Linked DNA regions of Sus scrofa: region 1 is linked to region 2. Evidence: chromatin contacts called from public Hi-C data. All regions are on one chromosome and are shown on one strand. Each heading gives the region's core, a stretch centred on a gene start, on an enhancer-like site or on the middle of the called end of the contact. The rest is flanking DNA. Distances are from core to core; before and after follow the strand shown. Region 1 holds the start of WEE1 (wee1-like protein kinase). Region 2 holds the start of LOC106509418 (40S ribosomal protein S4, X isoform-like).

Evidence for each region. Hi-C and Micro-C count contacts between places; a contact is called where the count stands out from the background.
Region 1: a contact with region 2 is called in a Hi-C map of skeletal muscle, with 3 times the contacts expected there. The contact joins the promoter of WEE1 here to the promoter of LOC106509418 in region 2. A contact is called at or near these places in 7 of 47 Hi-C or Micro-C datasets (alveolar macrophages, embryonic fibroblasts, fetal heart ventricle and 3 more) and 2 of 2 datasets of contacts at active chromatin or transcription factors (alveolar macrophages and skeletal muscle).

The regions. Positions count from the first base shown.
Region 1 is chr2:49,891,693-49,897,315 of Sscrofa11.1, reverse strand. WEE1 (wee1-like protein kinase) reads left to right here and starts at 2,807. Exons shown (of 11, transcript XM_003122982.4): 1 at 2,807-3,665; 2 at 5,102-5,307. The coding sequence starts at 3,090.
Region 2 is chr2:49,853,343-49,859,592 of Sscrofa11.1, reverse strand. It overlaps LOC106509418 (40S ribosomal protein S4, X isoform-like), which reads left to right and starts at 2,181. Exons shown (of 3, transcript XM_021083337.1): 1 at 2,181-2,314. It overlaps LOC106509420 (a long non-coding RNA gene), which reads right to left and starts at 4,210. Exons shown (of 3, transcript XR_001306964.2): 1 at 3,178-4,210; 2 at 2,628-2,713; 3 at 1,044-2,290.

The DNA.
Region 1 (5,623 bases), core at 1,558-4,057, 37 kb before region 2:
AGACAATCAACACACTTTGAAGTAGATATAAGCCTGTTAAGGAAATAAAGCAGCATGGTGCGAAAGAGTAAAGGGAGGGTGGGGAGGCAATGGGGGATGCAGAATTCCTATATAGGCGGGCTTAGGAGCAAAAATCTTGTTGGGGAAAGGTGTATACTCGGCTTTAAAGTTCCCACTTACCTAGGAATCCCACTATTTTTATTTATTTATTTATTTTTGCCTGTTTTTCTAGGGCCGCATCCACGGCATATGGAAGTTCACGGGCTAGGGGTGGAATTGGAGCCACAGCTACCCAGGATCCAAGCTGTGACCTACACCACAGGTCAGGGCAATGCCAGATCTCCAACCCACTGAGAGAGGCTAGGGATGGAACTGAAACCTCATGGATACTGGTCAGATTGGTTTCCACTGCATCACAATGGGAATTGCCAGCACGCTATTTTTGGATACAACTCATGCTAACAGATCAATAAAGAGTAGAAGTTTTCTAAAGTTATTTTTATTTACACTTCACGTGAAATTGAGAAAATATCAACTATTCATATTGAAGAATTTATATTTCTCATTAGGAGAGAGGAGGTGTTGGAGGGAAGGTGCTAAAAACCACTCCTGGGAGTTCGAGTTGTGGCGCTGCAGAAACGAATTTGACTAGTAACCATGAGGTTGCGGATTCAATCCCTGAATTCACTCAGCGAGTTAAGATCTGGCATTGCCGTGAGCTGTGGTGTAGGTCACAGATGAGGCTCGGATGTGGAGTTTTTTTGTGGCTGTGGTGTAGGCCGGCAGCTACAGCTCCAATTCAACCCTGGCCTGGGAACCTCCATATCCTGCGGGTATGGCCCTAAAAAGAAAAGAAAAAAAAAAACACTCCTTGGCTTTGGTCAGCATGGATCAGAGAATGCCTCTCCTTGAAACATACAAAAGGGTAGAGTTCCTGTCTTCAAAGAGCTTAAAATTAAGTTTGGATTAGTACACAAAAAAGACCACACATTTATACATCCGTTAACTGGAGAGACAGCTGTTTAACCTTCATTACATCTTCAGTTATATAAACTCAGGGAATTCCCGATGTGATAAGTGCTAAAATGTGTTTCCAGAACTCTCTTGCGGCACGACAGGTTAAGAATCCCTCGTTGTCACTGCAGCGGCTTGGGTTGCTGCTGTGGCCCCAGTTTGATCCCTGGCCCAGAATGCTGAGGGTGTGGCCCAAAAGGGAGAAAAAAAAATGTGTTTCCATTACAAATCCAGCTTGAACTTTACCTTTGAAAAGTGTTAGAATAATGTATATGTCCACGTGTTAATATTCATAGAAATGAATGTAAACAGCTATTAGGCCCATGAAAACCGTCCAGTGATATGAATCAAAACAGCAAAACTACATTAACAAACATTAGGTCCTGCAGTGGCGCAGTGGGTGAAGAATCTGACTTCAGCAGCTCTGCTTGTGGAGGAGGTGCAGGTTCCATCCCCCACCAGGCACAGTAGGTTAAAGGATCAGCTTTGCCACCACTGTCTTGGCTGTGGCTGGGATTCAATCCTTGACGCCTGAACTTCCATATGCCGTGGGTGTGGTGGCCATAAAAACAAACAAACAAACAAACAAAAAAACCCACGTTAACGAATGTTATCCACTGATGTCCAGAATTCACAAAGGGTGTATTCTAAGCCAATACTAGTGAGAACGTAATTTTTTTCTCTCTGAAGAGCGGTGTGGCAGTTTATATCTTTGACCCAGCAATCCTAAAGAATAAAAACGGCAAAATAAAACACAGGAAAAAAAAAAAAACGCAAGGAGGAAGAATATTCTTTATGGGGTTATTGACAAGTAAAAGATTGTTGGAATCTTCTCTGTGTGACAGTAAGGGATGGAGTAAATCACAATTTAACGTGGTGCTAGAGAAATTTTCTCAAGTCCCTTTGAAGTTTGCAGCGAGCTGAGCCATTCTATTTTGCCAACACTTGCCCATGAGCTGGCAAACAAATATAAACAGCGTGGCCTGGTGGTGGGCGCTCGGTTTTGTGCTTACGGCCGAACTTGGGGCGGCTTTATTTACTGTGGACAATTTGCGGGAGCCGGGACATCTGAGGGGACCACAGCCTGGGGGCGCTCAACTCCCTATGGACACACTGGACCCTATCAGCCACTCTGGGGTGGAAGCTGAGGCTCAGAGGCTGCCCCGCAGCTGGTGACCTCGCCTGGAGAACTCGAGTGTCCGCCTTCCTGCTGACTTTGGTGTCCCCCTAACCAATTTGTTTACAGTTCAGAACTGTCCTGAGAGACCTCGACCCGGGAACGTGACTTCCCACAGCCACGCCCACACTGCCTCAGGGGCCGGCACCAAAGGGACGCGGGGCAGTAGGTTGGTATCCAGGGACAGCGCCCGAGGGCCACTGCAGTCCCCCGCTCGCCCAGACTTGCCGGGACCCAGAGGCGCTCTCTCGCCGCCCGTCCGATTCCAGACTCGCGGAAGCCTTGCGGGCGGCGAACGCGTCCAGGGCCGCGCTGGGATCAGCCTAGCCAAGCCCTCACCCTTGGTCCCACCCAGAGGGCGGCCTCGGCTCCACCTTGGCCCGGTCCGGGCGGCTCCGGACCCGCGGCTCGAGTGATCCCGCTCGCTCATAGGCCCGCGGCGCCACGCCCGCCCAGGCCTGGCTGGGCGCCGAGCAGGGTGGGCGGAGCCAGCGAGTTCGCGCCAAAATCGCGTAGCCGATCCCTCCCCCGCGGGGTACGTCGCGCCCTCCATTTTTTTCAAACCCTGAGCTGGGCGGGGATTGGTGGGCTGGGCACTCACGTGGTTAACGGTCGCGGGAAGCCGCGGAGCCCGAACCTGTGGCTGGACCTGCGGAGACCCCAGCCTCGGCGCCCGGGCCGCCCCTCCGCTGCCGGACAGTTCGCGCCGCTGCCGCCCCCACCATCCGCCGTCCCGAGCGTCCCGGAGCCGCAGGCCGCCGCCGCCGCCGCGCAGGCCCGCCGCCGAAGCCGCTAGGCGCGCCCAGTCGCACGTGGCGGACCCGCCCCCTGGGCCGGCAGTGTCCTGGACTCCGCGGGCCCCGATTCTCCGGTCCTTCGCCCCGGCCCTAGGGGCGCGATGAGCTTCCTGAGCCGGCAGCAGCCGCCGCCGCCCCGCCGCGCTGGGGCCTCCTGCACCTTGCGGCAGAAACTGATCTTCTCGCCCTGCAGCGACTGTGAGGAGGAGGAGGAAGAAGAGGAGGAAGAAGGCAGCGGCCACAGCACAGGGGAGGACTCGGCCTTTCAGGAGCCCGACTCGCCGCTGCCGCCTGCGCGGAGCCCCACAGAGGCCGGGCCCGAGCGCCGCCGCTCGCCCGGCCCGGCCCCCGGCAGCCCCGGGGAGCTGGAGGAGGACCTGCTGCTGCGGGGCGCCTGCTCCGGCGCCGACGCGGCGGGCGGCGGGGCCGAGGGCGACTCATGGGAGGAGGAGGGCTTCGGCTCTTCGTCGCCGGTCAAGTCCCCGGCGGCCGCCTACTTTCTGGGCAGCTCGTTCTCGCCCGTGCGCTGTGGCGGCCCGGGGGATGCGTCCCCGCGGGGCTGCGCGACGCGCAGGGCGGCCGAGGGGCCCTGCTCGCCGCTGCCCGACCACCCGGGCACCCCGCCGCACAAGACCTTCCGCAAGCTGCGGCTTTTCGACACGCCGCATACCCCCAAGGTGAGAGGACGCGGCGGCCCGAGCAGCCCGAGCCCTTGCCGGCCCAGCCTTTTAAAAAGGCCGCGGCGCTGGGAGCCGAGCGCGGCGCTGCCCGGGTTCAGTTACATAACCGCCTGGCCGCACCCCCGCTCTCTCTCCTGCGCCGCAACAAAAAAGTTGGCAGCCCCTCTTTGGGGCCCTGCCCAGCAGTTGTCCGTTAAAGATTATGTAACTGAACAATGGCCCTCGTCTGGAACTTCTTCATCTTTCAAAGGGCTGATCGGCGCCGTCCAGGTGGCTGACGATTTAACGCCCGCAGTCGGGGCCGCCCCGAGCACGGCAGCCGGGAGTGTAGCACCGATAACGTGGTTTGGAAGGATGCTCGAGTGGTGCTGGCCCGGCCACCTGACACTCCCGAGCGCCGCAGCCATCTGGTGCCTTTTAAACGCAGTGATCGGTCCTGTAATTTGGGCGGCGCACGCAGGAGTTCGGTTGAAAAAAAAAAAAAAATCATGCGCTTATCGTTTTGTGTCAGGTGGTCTTATGGGGGAAAGTTTGAGATACGGAGGGAGACTGCACTTCGACTTGGGAGAAAAGGCTGGCTTTCAAGCCTTTACAGTCTTAAAGACTCGTAAATAACTCAGGGTAGCCTTTAAGCCTCCTTACGGACAGAATATTTATTGGGTAAGCGTTTCTTTATACTCTCGAGTTTGGACTGCCCAAGTTTGGTTACCCTAAGTGTCCTGATTAGGAACATCCAACTGTTAAAAACCAGCGTTGGTGTTGTTGCCTGGACCCTCAGGCTTTCCTATGATCGATAAGGTATCTTAAAGAAATAGGTATTCAGTACCTGTTTGGCTATTGACAAGTGAGAACTGTAAAAGTAACAGCAGGTTTTAAAACGGACACTTCCCGAAATTAAGACAAGTATGGCATTTATGAGATTGATGTGGAAAAAGTACCTAAGTGAGTCAGCTTTCAGTACCGTTAGTCATAAACCTCTGGAAGATGTGTGCTATTGTGCCTTACTGTTTATTAGCCGACTTGCCCAAGGCAAGATCCCTCTGGAAGTGAGGGGAGGAGTCCTATTGAGGTGGCTCTCGAAGCCTTACTTGGATGGGGGAGGGGAGCTTTTATGGGGCTCCCTGACTGCTTTCCATTTTTAGATGGATTGAAAGGATTTGTTAACTTTTAGCCTCCAGAATGAACTTAATTTTGGTCTGCGTTCATGTTCTTTTTAGGGTTAGAGACCTATTTTACTTGGCCTTTTCAGAAAAGGTGGTTAGTATCGAGCTTCAAACTCCTAAGTTAACCACTGTTTATTTTGCTTGAAAGATAACAGAGGCTCGTGTGTTGCTTTGACCTACACATTCGGCCATGTGAAAGGCGTTTTGAAAGTTAGGTTGAGAAGGCCTCTGTAGCACTTGGGTCCTAAACATTTTTTTTTCCTCTCCTAGAGTTTGCTCTCTAAAGCTCGAGGAATTGATTCCAACTCTGTTAAACTCCGTGGTGGTTCTCTATTCATGGATACAGAAAAATCAGGAAAAAGGGAATTTGATGTTCGACAGACTCCACAAGTGAATATTAATCCTTTTACTCCAGATTCGGTGTTGCTTCATTCCTCAGGACAGTGTCGTAGAAGAAAGAGAACATACTGGAACGAGTAAGTTATTTATTATTGAACAGTTTGGTTCCTCACCCACCCAAGATTGGTTTGGTATACTTATCAAAATTTAATTTCAACTGAATGACTTGGAAGTTTATGCACTTCTCTACTACCAGCGATTCTAAAGAGAGAATGGTGGGAAGTCATCAGCTGTGGGAAAGGAGTGACGTGGAAAAGAAAGGAATAAAAAAGCCTAGATAGAGTCTAGAAATCTACTGGTGTGAAAGTGAGGCAGGCAGAGAGTTGACTTAGAAAGGCTTTAATTTTGACGTGTAGTGGTCTTGGCGTATCTTAGCAAGAACAACGTTTACAT
Region 2 (6,250 bases), core at 932-3,431:
GCTGTGGCTCTAGTGTAGGCTGGTGGCTACAGCTCCGATTCGACTCCTAGCCTGGGAACCTCCATATGCCACAGGAGCGGCCCAGGAAATAGCAAAAAGACAAAAAATAAATAAATAAAAACAGTTTTGCAACTTTAGTAGACATGAGGTGCTATGTCAAGGTTTTTTTTTTTTAATTAAAGTATAATTGATTTACACTAGTATATTAATTTCAGATGTACAACATACTGATTCAATATTTTTCAAGGTTGTTTTAAAAAGTTTCAGTATTGAAAGAGACAATGAACATTTCCCCATGTACTCATGTACTAATTTTTTTCTCCTTGTGAGTTGCATACTTAACTTCTTTGTCTATTTAGCTGTTAGCATCTTACTTGTTTTAATTTTAAATTTTAAAAAATTTTATGGCCACCCCCCAACATATGGAAATTCCCTGGCCAGTGACTGAATCTGAGCCACAGCTGTGACTTACGCAGCAACCATGGCAACGCCCGGGATCCTTTAACCCACAGCACACAGGCCAACGATGGAACCCACACCTCTACAAAGACCCAAGCTGCTGCAGTTGGATTCTTAACCCACTGCGCCTTGAGGGAACTCCTCTTGCTTGTTTTTATGTATTCAAACAAGCTTTTATATGTTTGAAGTATTTTCTGCTTGTTATTTGGTGCATTTTCCTTCTTAAAATCTTGTCCAGTTTTTACATTTTTGAATGTTAGTCTTCCTCTGCAGTGTCTTCTATTGTTTCAAAGCTTTGCGAATGTTGACATTTAGCCATAAATCTCTCTTATACTTATTAATATAGTGTTTCTATGACTGTTCTTTAAAATATGTAGAATTTTAATCCACATGGAGTTTATTTTGATGTATAAGTGGAATTTACATTTTTCCCTCCAAATTTTCATTCATTTATCCAAGCATTCCTTACTAAGTAATCCTACCTTAAACCTGTGTTTGGAAATACTACTTTACTGTGTGTCCCATCAGGATTTTAGGGGCATACGTATATTTATTCAGCTTCATTCCTTTCAGTTGACCTCAGCTTCTATTTTTGGCTCTGGTTTCAGCCGTAGCCCTAATAGTACAAAGAGACATTTCGCCCCCTGCAGGCTGCCAGTGGTCTCACAGGACCAGGAAAGCTTGCGGCAGGGCGGAGGGGCGCTCGCTACCTAACACTAGGCCGGATTCGAGGGAGAGAGCTGGAATGGATGTGTTGCTCTGTCTTTGCAGGAGGATTTCGGACCCTTTTGACCGGCTTCCTTCTGTCCAGGTCTCCTGAGGCTTCCAGCTTCCGGGATCGCATGTCTCTAGTACCCAGTAGAGCTGAGCCTTTATGTAGCTGTCACGTGGAGACAGTCTCCTTCGGGTTCTCCCTTTAGCGTCTCTCTTTCCAATTACGTGACCCATGGCCCATGACTCGTGGTTCTGGCCTCCTGCGAGGAATTCGGCGGCACCCAGGCACTGTGCCCTGGTCGTTTCTGGGCGCTGACTTTCCAGCTCACTCAGAAGCTGCTCGCTGGGCCCACGTATTCCCCCCATCCCCCACTTCCCCGACCGTCCCCCCATCCTTCTCAGCACATCAGTGACTGTACCCACTCCTAACAAGCTCACTATTGAAGTATTGTTGAAGCAGACACAGTTCAAATATTTTATTTATTCAACAGATGCACACATACCTACTGTGTGCCAGATACTGTTGTTATATGAGTCAACAGCCCCTGGACTGAGCCAGCCCAGGCCTCCTAGAACCCACCAAATTTGGATGTTAAAGTGGAAATCAGGTCTTTGAGCATCTCAGGGAATGAATAAGGAGCCGGGAAGGGGATCGTCCTGGAGTCGTCAGGGATGGGGAATGGGCTGGGCTGTGCGCCCCTCTCGCCACTGTCTCGGCTTCAATCCTCCAGCCACTGTGGAAGGGGAGGGTGTCCGGGAATCCCACGGCCTCCAGCCTGGCGCCACCCCGCCGGAGCCCGGGGCGGGTTGAGAGCGCGACCCGACAGCGCCACCGCCATCGCGGCGCCGGGTACTACGCCCACCCGCCCCCGGGCAGGAAGACGGCGCGGTCCCCGGTCCCCGCCAGGCTTCCATCGCGTCCAGGCGAGGGAGCTCACAGGCAGGACATTCCGCGGCTCGCCGCGGCGGTGACGGCCGCCTACGCCCGGGCCCCTCGGAACTCCACCCAGGGGCGCTCACCCTGAGAGACCTCAAGGGCTTCGCCGCGCCCTCGGGCCCGCCCCGGTTATTCTTTAGTCACGGGCTGACAGTCCACGTCCGGAAAACCCGGCGATAACTGGAGAATAAAACGTAAATACAGGTGAGCCAAGCAGCGGTTGCAACATTTCCGTGAGAAAACCCCCCGAAAAGCAGGGGTGGGCTTCCCGGTCCGGAGCCCTGCGCCCTCCAGTGCATGGGCCCTGGGGCGGAGGGAGAGGCAGCAGGGTCCACTCCCTTGTAGCCACTTGGGGGACAGCCTTGCTGCAGTTATAGGGGACCCCTGGGACATAAGACCCCTTTTCACGTGCTCCTGGACCGGCAGGACATTTGCCGCCTCTCTAGAGAATATACAGAGCAACAAGTCTTTGAATTAGTATTTCTTTTAAATTAGTTTGTATTTATTTATCACAAACCTGTCAGCAGATGAAAAACAGCATCCACGTTGTCCATCTGGTATGTAAGGCATTGTATTTATTCAGGTCCAGCAGGGGTTCTTAATCTAGGGGTTCAGGGCCAAGTAGGACTTAGGGGTCCATGAAAACCTTGAAATTGTTTCCACTTGGGGGGCTGATGTGCCTTTTTTTCTGGTGGTAAGTTCCTTAGCTTTTATGATTCCCGTTGTTTGGAATCTTAGTTTGATTAAGAAAAACTGGTCTAAAGTTAACATTCAGGTGGGTTTCTAGATTGAGAAGTCCTGATACTAACAGGAGGCCAGAGACCCATGAATCTGGACTCCCCCATGGAAGAGTTGGTCATTAGAGCCTGGACTTGACTCTCCTTAAGACAAGCCCCTTACCCCCCACCCCCCAAAAAAAAACCCTTTGGGGCACAGTTGGTTTCATTTTAAGGCCAAGTTAGGTTCAAGCAGATTTACTTCTGCATTTCTCTTCGCTTAAATAGAAATATCTCTCTGGTGGGTTTTTTCCCCCAGTTAGTCATGCAAACGCTCTATGCATCACTTACCACTGGGTTTCAGCCTCTGGGGCAGCCCTCTGCACAGGCAGGCCTGGGACCCCTCTGCCTTTGCAAAGGAGTGTCTGGGGGAACTTGGGTGCTGACCTCACTGTGCTGGGATTTTCCTCAGGCAATGTGCCCAGGGAGTTAACACGTGTTCCTTTTAAGGAAAAAAGTATACAAGATTTGTTTTTTTTTAATTGTGAAGGAAAAAAAAAAAAAAAAAAGATCGCAAAACCACCCATAATCCCACTAATAGGCCTAATAATAATTTGTTTTGCTTTAAATGTCGGCTCACTTAATGTGCACACATTTTGCATTGCCGTGATTATGGCAACACAGTAATTACATATTGAGAGCTGCTCTGTTTCACAGTCTACTATTTTCCTTTAACATACCATTAACATTTTACTATCTTCATAATTAGTGTTTTTAATGGCTGTATACTTTTTCACCCCACAGGTACATTTCATCATCTCCCTTTGTTGTATGTTTTTGTGGGTTTCAGGTTATTGGGGCAGGGTGGTTATGCCGTGAACTTTTGTTCAGAGAGTTCATGCTGAGGTCTTTTTTCTCCAGCCCTTTTTATCGTGTCTTGATGAACCTGTAAGCTCCAAAGAAATCATCTTTCCCTCCTTCTTTTCTTCCTTCTCTCCTTCCTTCATCCAGAAAATATTTAGTGGATGTCTATTACATGCTAGGCACTGGTCCAATCACTGAGGAATAGAGAAGTAAACAAAACAAAGTCTGGGAGTTCCCAACATGGCTCAGTGGTTAACGAATCCCACTAGGAACCATGAGGTTGTGGGTTCGATCCCTGGGCTTGCTCAGTGGTTAAGGATCCAGCGTTGCCATGAGCTGTGGTGTAGGTCACAGACGTGGCTTGGGGATCTGGCATTGCCATGGCTATGGTGTAGGCTGGCAGCTACAGCTCTGATTGGACCCCTAGCCAGTGCTACCATGGAACTCATATTCTAGTTAGAGGAAGTAGACAGTAAACATACTTTTTGTGTGTGTGTATGTGTGTGTTTAGGGCCGTACCCTCGACATATGGAGGTTCCCAGGCTAGGGGTTGAATCAGGAGCTGTAGCCGCTGGCCACAGCAACACCAGATCCAAGCCACGTCTGCGACCTACTTGCTCACAGCAATACCGGATCCTTAACCCACTGAGCGAGGCCAGGGATCAAACCTACATCCTCATAGATGCTAGTCAGATTCATTTCCGCTGAGCCACGATGGGAACTCCATAAATGTACATATTAAATATTCAGCATTGTATATAAATATTGTCAAATTAATTATAAGTGCAACAGAGAGAAATGAAGTCAGTTATGGGAGATCAGATGTATTCTTTTTTGGGGGAGTAATTAGGACAGATTTTTTTTTTTTTGATAAAGTAACATTTGAGCAGAGATATGAAGGAGCAGTCCTTTTGCACATCCGGTAATGAGTTTCTAGGCAGAAGAAACACAAGTGCAAAGGTCCTGAGGCAGAGGCACGTGCTTGGCAGTTGAGAGAGGTCACTGTGATGGAAGTGATTAGGAAGAATGAAAGAGGATGTGAGCAGAAAGTTGGATTGTACCTGTAGGAGACCATATTCTGTGAGAATAATGGAGCCATTAGAGGATTTGGGCCAGAGGCATGAGATGCTTTAATTTACCATTTAAAAGAATCAATTTGGTAGTTGTGGAGAACAGACTGTCAGCCTTTGGAGGTTGTTAATCCAGGCAAGAGATGATCCAGTGCTTTGTTGTGAGCCACAAGGGAAGTCCGGGATGATACAGTACTTTGGACCGAGGCTGCAGTGGTAAAGGCGATACAGATAGCCTGGGGATGGATCCAGCAGGATTTGATGATGGTTTGAACATGAAGTTGAAAGAGGAGTCAGTGATGACTTAAAAGTTTTAGCAAGAATGGAATTGCCAGTTTTTTTGTTTCATTTTGTTGTTTATTCATTTGTTTGTCTTTTGTAGAGGGAGGCAGGGAATTGGGAACTTAGTTTTGGACCTGTGAAAATTGAGATGTCTGTTACAAAGCTAAATGAATAAGTCAAGTTGAATATAAGAGCTTGCCGCTTAGGGGAGGAGTCAGAGCTGATTTTGGAGATGTCAGTGAACTCATAATATTTAAAGCAGAAGAAGCCTTCAGCCCAGACTTCTCTCCCCAGCCTTTTATCTAGGTGTATCCTTGACATCTCCATTTAAATGTCTAAAAGATAAGAGTTCCCTGTGGTACAGCAGGTTAAGGATCTGGCATTGTCACTGCAGCAGTGACTTGGGTTGCTGTAGTGGCACAGGTTCGCTCCCCAGCCCGGGAACTTCCGCATGCCAAGGGCACAACCAAAAAAAAAAAAAAAAAAAAAAAAAAAGCCTAAAAGACAACCCAAGGTCAGTGTGTCCATACAAAGACATCTGATCTTACCTGCTAAACTGGTCTACCCGCAGCCTCCTTTGTCTCGTCCATGAGGATGCCATTCTTCATTGCTCAGACTAAAGCCTGAACTTTTACTTTTTTTTTCTTTCACCTCCCACATGCAGCCCATCAGGAAATCCTGTTGGCTCTGACTTCCAAGTCTATCCAGGATCGATTCCAAAAACTTCTCACCACCTGCACGGCTACTATCCTGGTCCGAACCACTTAGTTATTTCTTGCCTGGGTTACGGCCGTAGACTCCTACAATTTCCTCTGCTCCACACCCACCCCCAGCCCCAGCAGGCTGTTCTCAGCACAGGATCCCAAGGGAGACTTTTAAAACATGTCAGAGCAAGTCCCTCCTCTGCTCAAAACCCTCCAAAAAGTGCTTATAATAACCCTCCAGGCCCTGTGTGACCTGACCCCAAGGAGTGCCCCTGTTTCTCCTGTTTCCCTCATCATTCATTTTGGTCCAGCAACACAGGGCTCCTTATTGTGTCGCCAACATGCCTGACACACTCCCACCTCACTTCTCTCTACTCAGAACGCTCTTCTGTCAGCTACCCTTGACTTGTTCCCTTATCTTTTTTTTTTTTTTGCAGTTTTTTGTTTTGTTTTGTTTTTGTTTTTGTTTTTGTTTTTGCTTTTTTAGAGCCACACCCGAGGCAT